Linked DNA regions of Mus musculus: region 1 is linked to region 2. Evidence: chromatin contacts called from public Hi-C data. All regions are on one chromosome and are shown on one strand. The core of a region is the stretch at or near the end of the contact, and the rest is flanking DNA. Distances in the headings are between cores, read along the strand shown. Region 1 has its middle 360 kb from the start of Tle4. Region 2 holds the start of Tle4 (transducin-like enhancer of split 4).

Region 1 (3,555 bases), core at 910-3,409, 360 kb after region 2:
TTTTTGCTATCCTAAGTTTTTTTTGTGATGAATTTGCTAACAACTACTAATATTTGAGGCATTAATATTTATCAAGTTCTGCCAAGTGCCATATGTTGGCAGGAGAAAGATGTATTTCTGACAAGAGGGAACCAGTCTAGCAGGGAAGAAAATACCTGAGAAGGTTACTGTGCATATGAAAATAGGAAGAAAATGGAGGCTGTGTGTTCTCTAGTGTCTGTTCCTTTTGGATGGAGAGAAAGAAGGCTCCGATCATGGGCTCCCTCCGTCTGAAGGGGCCTCTGGGCCAGTGCTTGGCTGCACTTTGGAGAGCAAGGCTCTATGGGAAGAAGCTCTGGGACTCTACTAACATAAATAAAGGAGGAAGGAAAGAAGGGAGAACCAGAAAGAAGGGTGGGAAGAAAACCAGATAGAAAAAAGAAAGGAGGAAGAGGAGGAGTGGGGTGGGGGGAGAAGAAAGAAAAATGAAGGAAGTTTGATTGGAAACCATTAATCTAAAGTAAGTCTCCTGCTCTGATCTCCTCCAGCCTCAAACGCATATTAAATAAACAAACAAAGGGACATGGCTGTCCTAATACAATTTTATTTATAGGATGCTGAAATGTTCATTCCATATGTTTTACATATCAGTAAATAAGATTCTTTTCCTTTGTGATTTGGACGCATAAAACTCATTTTTAACTCACATAGTCTGGTATGCAGTCTAGGTTTTGCTTTTAGTCTGTTCATTATTCCTCAAATTTCCAGCTAGAATTAGGAACCTAAAGATGGAGGAGCACTATACACCACTGCTCTGCTTGAAAACCAGTTTCCAACCTCATCCACAGCTGGGCAGGGCATGCCAAGGACACATTGTCATTAACTAGACACAGTGGGTCTGTGTGTCCAGGAATAAGTAGGTGGTGGGGCTTGGTGAATCTCATTTTCTTGCCGGTAAGTCAAGATATGTTTACCTGGCATTTTGATGGTGAAACAAAAGCTACAGAAGCACTCTTATGTAAACTTGGTATACTATTATATACTATTAAAGAAAGTGCAAATCTATCAGGAAGAATCTGAAACCCCTCCACCCCTACCCCCATGCAAGTGCCACAGACTGAAAGGACTGCCTGGGTAGGAGATCTTCCCTAGACAGTGATAGAGCTTTCCCCATCAATCTCCCTGCATCCCGGCTTCTGAAGATTGGCTGGCTCACCTTGTTAGTACACGGAGGAGACTGCTTCATGGCTCTTTGCCGGCTGTCTCCATATGACACAGCTCACAGAGTTATACCTCCCCAGCCAAAGCCTGTGCTTGCTCCTAGCTTAATAGCTGTCTGACAGAGCACCCTTTCTACAGCACAGCATCAAAAGTGTTCTTCCAAAGGTCAGACGCAATATGCCTGTGGTTAGCTCATTTGGATATGTAATCAGTTGTCTTCCCAGGGGAGGCAGGTAAGAAGTTTTGTGAGAGGACCTCCTCTCGCTTGCTGTAGTAAAAACATTTCTTAATATTTTAAAAGTGCCTTTACAAACATGAATTTTAATGCATCCCACCGAGCTTTTCTAAGCCCGGTGTTTCTCTGATGACTGTCATCCACCCTTATCCTCTGCTACCTATAGTGACTAGGCACCATCGCACTACATTTTGCCCACCTTCCTGGGTTCACATTTTCTTCTGAAAGTGTTGAGGTTTCTATTGTCAATGTTATGTTTCCCTACTTTTGCTCTGCTGAATACATCTATGATTTTTTTTTTCACAAAGAATAAAACAATTCCTCACAACAGAGGCCCTACTTTCTTGTTTCTGACACTATTTATTATAATTTTGTATGCTTCATCTAGTATACACATTTTACATTTTCTTTCCTTTCTTCTTGTTTCCAGAGCTTGCTTCCTAGAGCAGAGTTAGATACAGACATTCTCAACTAAGACACTTTGGAGAGGGCTTTGCGCAAGCACTTTTTAAGAATTTGGTTAAAAATGTAGTCACTCTGCCTTTAGGTTTAGGTTAAGCCACATCATTGCTGCTAGTGAATCAGTCATATGATATTTCTGCCACTGTTCTGAGCTCTAGGGTTTCAACCTCTGCCAGGCTTCATCTCCCTATGTTCCTGTCATTACCACACCACCAGACCAACGGCTTTCCCGTGAGCAGTAGTGAAGCTTCACCATTCTGTGGTTATGTCCTTTCATTCCCACCCCCCTTTTTTCCCCTCTAAATCTCCTATTGTGCAACAAAATGCTAACGTTACATTACAATCATCCTCACTGGAGTTTGACACTGGCAATGCTGACAGAGTTAAAGATAACTTTGTAAAGCCTTCTCATGAAACTTGGACCACAATTTTTATAAAATGGGGGGAAAATCACTCTTAGCTAAGAGGTAGGAAAGAGCAGCTTTTTTTCCTTTGAAAGGACTTTTCAGTAGTTTTAATAACAAGCCGTTCTGGGCCTTTGCTATTGTGTCTGAGAGGCAGCAGTATCCCTCACTTCTGCCTTCTGAGCTTGAACAGTGTCACTTGAATTCAATTAAGTACAGCCCTCCGGTTACTTTTATCTCAGGGTCAGCTTCTAATTGCAGGGATTGTAGCCAAGCTTCTTCCCAGCCCCCGCTGCTCTGTGACAGCTAAGGCCATAGTGTGACACAGCAGAAAGCTGGTGGCTGTGGCTGTGAGGAAGGACAGAGGTGAGCATCCTGGCTGTCAACCTGTTTCTATAAGTAAACTGCTCTTCAGAGTCTGTTCTAGTTACTGTAATCCTAGAAGACAGAAACCAGTGTGAAGATGTTCTATTTATTTATGGTAAGGTAGAACACCACCACCTCACTTACGAATAAAACCCAGCTAGCAGTCTTGCTGGACTGATGACCACCAGAACACAGACCACAGTCTCTTGAATATTGAAAACTAGGTAGGCAAGCCACAGCTGGGTGAATGTTGGCGCACAGATTAGGACGCTCTCACGTTTAATCCTGAAATGCACGTACCTCATAACTGCCATGTGTGCTCCAGTGATTAGAATTCACCCAGGTGAAGAAGGCAACTGAATTGTGTGGGGGCACTGGCTTCCCACCTGTCTGCAAGTGTGCAGGAACACCAGAGGCACTGGTTAAAGTACAAATGCTCAAAGGATCGAAGACTGGTGCAAGTGCAAGAGAACAAGGAGCCTGTCTTCCCTGAAACCCCGCTGCCACCTCCACCCCCCTGCACTATCCCTGCAGCCCTGGAGACTTTCAATTGTGTTCTTAATCATGCTCCTTGAGACTGAGTAGGGGACCTTGTAATTCTCTGTATGAGTCAGGATCACAGACAGGCTTTTTCCTGAGCATTTAATGAAATGACGGAATACAAAGAAGTGAGCAGAGTTAAGGGGAACAAGCCTGCGGGTGACGCCACACCCTTGTGCTCAGACTGGTGGGAGGCCATTCTCCATCTCAGAATCAGCGTCAGAGCAAGGAGTATGTCGGGGAGGAGCATTAAAGACCATCTCATCACTGAGGGTCGTGAACTGCGCCATGCTGTAGATAAGAGCGAGGGAAGAAACAGACCTCTTCCGGGCTCAATCTCGGGCTTTC
Region 2 (4,085 bases), core at 158-2,657:
AAAACTGAAACTCTTCCTTAATCCGATCACAGGATTCTGAAATTGTAAATTTGAAGGGTTGAGCAGGCTGATGCGGTGCCTAAAGAACAACAATAAAATATTTAATTAGCCCACATCGCAGGTGGGGGGTGGACAGCCCGCGGTCCGAGACGTGGGGGGGTTGGTCGCGCCGCTCCCGCCTCTCGCTCGCCTGCTGGGGTCCCGGTGCCTCCGGGCGGCCTCCCTCGGCTCAGCTTCTCAGCCTGGCTTCCGCCTCCCCCCGTCACCCCCCAAACCCCCGAGCCCCCGGCCCGGCTCTCCCATCCCTCCCTACCCGGAATCGAAAGTGGCCCGTCGGAGGCAGCCGCGCCATGGCGTCGAGCGGCCGTCAGCTAGCAGAGCGAGTCCGGCCTGTGGCCGCCGGCGCCCTCCACCCCGCAGACTCGCGCCGCCCGGCTCGCCCCCCTCGGGAGAGCCGCGCGGGCGGAGAGCGGCGGCGCGCTGCTTCCCGGGGCTTCAGAGACAACAATAAGAAAATGGCTACAAGTCGGTCGCCTCCCGCACCCTCGGAGCGGCCGGCCGCGGACAGGGCTGCGGGCGCGGCGCCACTCACCGGGTGGCGCGTCTGCGGGTACATCTTGCTCAGGTCGCGAATCATCCACGCCGCTTTAGTTGGCTGCGCCAGGCAGAGGCGCGCGGCTCATCCGCTTCGAGGGCCCCGCGGCGGCGTCCCGGGCCTGCGGGTCTCGCGTGACGCGGGCGGCAGGCAGGCGCGGCGGCTGGGCGCGGGCGGCCGGCTCCGCATTCCCCGCGGGCGTCACTGAGGGCGGCGGGCACCGTCCGTCCTGCGCCCGCCGAGCCCCGCGCCCGCCGAGCGCCGCCCGCCTGCTCGCGCCCCACTCCAAACTTTTTTTATTTGTCTTTTAATTGGCTGCTATTCCTCGGAATGAATGGTCGCTTCTTCCCTGAGAGCGAGCGCAAACTCCTTTGGTTCGGAAGAGGTCTCGCGGCGCTTGGGGGTTCTCTGGAGATTTTTTTTCACTTCACAGCAACGATCTTTTAAAAGGCACCTTTTAGCTTCTTTTACCACATTTCATTTCCTTTTCTTCCTTCCTGTTTTTTTAGCCCCAAATTGAAGGGGATTATAAAAATAAAAGAGCGAAACGCTTGCGGCTTTTTAAAATTCTCTTTCAAACTCTGCGAACACCACCTCAAAATAATACACGAGTGTGTAAGAGGGGGAAGAAGGCAGCCAACAGCCGAACGCCCGCTCGGAACAGCTCTAACAACGCGCTCTGTGTAGGTGACTTCTTTGACCAAATTTAGCAGCAGCTAATCATTAACATTCTGATACATATTCACGACCATCCGCGGAGGGCCCAAGGAGCATCCCGGGAGATGTAGTCCTCGCGCGGCTACTGTGGCCAAGGATGCCTCCAGATTGACTACAGTCTCCGGCTAGCCCCGCGCGCTCTCCGCGGCGCTCTCCAGGAGCCCCGCCCTCCCGCGGCGCGAGGGCGCCGCATCAACCAATCGGAGATGGCTGAACATTAATCGCGGTTCTGTGTTACTGCCCATCATTTCACCGCTGACAAATGGCAAGCCAGGAGGGCGGGGCCGGGCAGGCTAGGCCCACGTGGGGACAGGGCGTGGCGTGGAGCTCCGACCAATAACTGCAAAGAATTGGTGCTGGCGGAGGCGGGGCGCAGCGGCCCGCCCGGGGCGGAGCCTCGCCCTGGCCGCTGTTCCCTAGTGCGAGCGTTCGAACCGCGGAAACATTTGTTCAGCTGTCAATCAAAGTAACGTGGGGTGGCGAGCCGCGGCGGCTGCTGTCGCTGCTGCACTGGCTGCATCTTTAGAAGCAGGTTTCGGCGGCGATGGCGGTGAGACTGCAGGCCGGTCCGAAGACGCCCTCCGAGGCTCATCTCCCGTTCGACGCGGAGCCCAGGCCTGGCGACCGCGCGGGGGTGCGCACTAATTAGGGCCCGATGTCTCCGTAAAGAGACAAGCTCGGCCTTGTGCAACGCGCCGAAACCCCTGTTGAGACAAGAGAGGGAGGATCGCGCTGATCCCACTCCGTGCGGTTCACATCCATTTTACGCGCTGCTGGAGCCGGCATAATTTTCCGCGTGAGCGCGGACGCCGTCGGCCCGGTTTAGAGCCGCAGCCGGGAGGCGTGCACTGGGCCGGTCCCAGAGCTTCCCGGCCGGCAGACTCTTGACATTCCCTTTCTTTAGAGGCACCAGTCAACTTACTCCGGGGTTGAAAGAGGGTCCGAGTGTGGACCGTCGGGCCTTGGGCTTGTGATGGCCTACGGAAGAGGGTCAGAACCCGGGAGTGGCAGCCCGCCCGAGGCAGTTTTGAGACTTGGCGGGTGTTGGGAGCCTTAAGGCTGAGCTAAGGAACCTCTGACCCCTGGGCAATCAAAAGAATTCGGAAAAAGTCAAGCAGGATTGTAGCCAAGGCTGCTGTGTTTGGGACATTCATTTCTGAGTCCCACCTTAACTCGAAGTGCAGGCTAATACGGTGCTGTTGGTTCAACAAATGTGGGAAAAACGTTTTTCCTAATGATAGCGCTTTCCACGACAGAGGAACCGGTAGCTTAATGCCCAATTCAAGGCGTTCTGTGGGCCTCACTAGTACTGGCCACTGAGGACACCGAGGCAAAGAAAGACTGCAGTAGTCTTGCTAAAAATCCAGAACTGAGGCTCATACAATGCCTCCGTTCTGTAAATTTAATTTCCAAAATAAGAGGATGGAGGACTTGCCTCTGTCTCATACCCAATTATTAAAATGCGGCCAATCCAGAATAAAGGGGATTCACATAAAGAGGATTTTGAACACGTGAGGGTTTTTTTTTTTAAGCTCAACAATAATTGCATATTAGGACTGCATTTTTAAAGCTATCAGTTAAGCAAAATGGCTTTATTTTGCCTGTTTGAAAAAAACTTGCTTCTTAGAAATTTTGAAAAATTTTATACATTTATTTAGTGTGGGGGGGGCGGGGGGATTTGAGTCTGTGCGTGTGTGTGTGTTTGTGTGTTCACAAGCCCTGGAGATCAAGTGACAAGTGCATGTACCTGTTGAGCTATCTTGCTGGCTCCAAGTTATTTCCTGAAGCTCGCAGATGTACAGCAGTGTTCTGAATCGTTCTCAGAAGGCTTGAGTGATAACCGTGTCTGCACTAGGACATTGAGTCTCAGAACAAGAACAGCGCCGTTTTTCTGAGGTTGCTTATTTGCTTTCCCTGGAACTTTTTTTGTGTCTCTGTGGGAAGGAAGTTCCATGTTCTTTCACTATTTCAGGCAAAATGGCAGTAGGTTCCATGGGAACTGGGCCTTGGTTAATCAGGGCTATGCTCCAGTGCCATGGATGGGGCCTGGCATGTACCTGGTGCTCGCTCAGTAAATGCTTGTTGATGGCTTTGGCAAATCCAAGCCTTGTGTTCTCAGTATAGAACGCTGCTGTGTCATTAGGATCCATGCAGTCATTTCCCGGGACAGGAAACAAGAAGTTTAGTGCTCGAGCCTGAGGGCTATTGAAAGGGTCAGGGTGGAAATATCAGTTTAGAGGAAAAGACCTTTCTCTTAACCTCTCTCACCAGCTTTATATCAAGAGAAAGTAGCTGGAGAAAACAGGGCGTTTCTGACTTTTTTAAATGTAATTTTAAACTTCAGCCTGTGTATATGTGTCACATTTTAACCTTGTGACAGAGCTACATAATTTGTTACATGTATCTGAAAGATGTCAGATGGGCCAACATACTCAGCCCTGCTCCAAAGCACTAAATGTTGATCTTGTCCTACTCTGCCCCACCCTTGCTTCTCAACACTTAACTGCTGAGCCAATCTGGAAAATGGGTTAGGGGCTTATTCTGTTCCACCACAAACTGGGTGACTCCAGAGTTTTCGTATGAGATGACTTTGGTGGCACTAATGGTTTATAAAAAGCCAGGCCTAGCCGGGTTCAGTCTCAAAAGTGACAGATGCCTTCCCAAGGACACCTTTTTCTAAGATCAAAGGTTATAAATCACTATTTTACCACATTCCAACTGAGCATATAGTAAGTGCCAAAATAAGAGAATTTACCCACAAGCATGGATATTC

Evidence for each region. Hi-C and Micro-C count contacts between places; a contact is called where the count stands out from the background.
Region 1: a Hi-C map of the N1E-115 cell line shows a contact between it and region 2, with 9 times the contacts expected there. A contact is called at or near these places in 2 of 484 Hi-C or Micro-C datasets (the N1E-115 cell line and nephron progenitors) and 8 of 130 datasets of targeted methods (bone marrow-derived macrophages, craniofacial prominence, embryonic hindbrain and 4 more).

Annotation. Positions count from the first base shown.
Region 1 is chr19:14,954,007-14,957,561 of GRCm38.p6, forward strand. No RefSeq gene overlaps it. Among named protein-coding and RNA genes, the nearest start is that of Tle4, 360 kb to the left of the region's middle.
Region 2 is chr19:14,596,776-14,600,860 of GRCm38.p6, forward strand. Tle4 (transducin-like enhancer of split 4) reads right to left here and starts at 1,408. Exons shown (of 20, transcript NM_011600.3): 1 at 593-1,408; 2 at 1-79. The coding sequence starts at 637.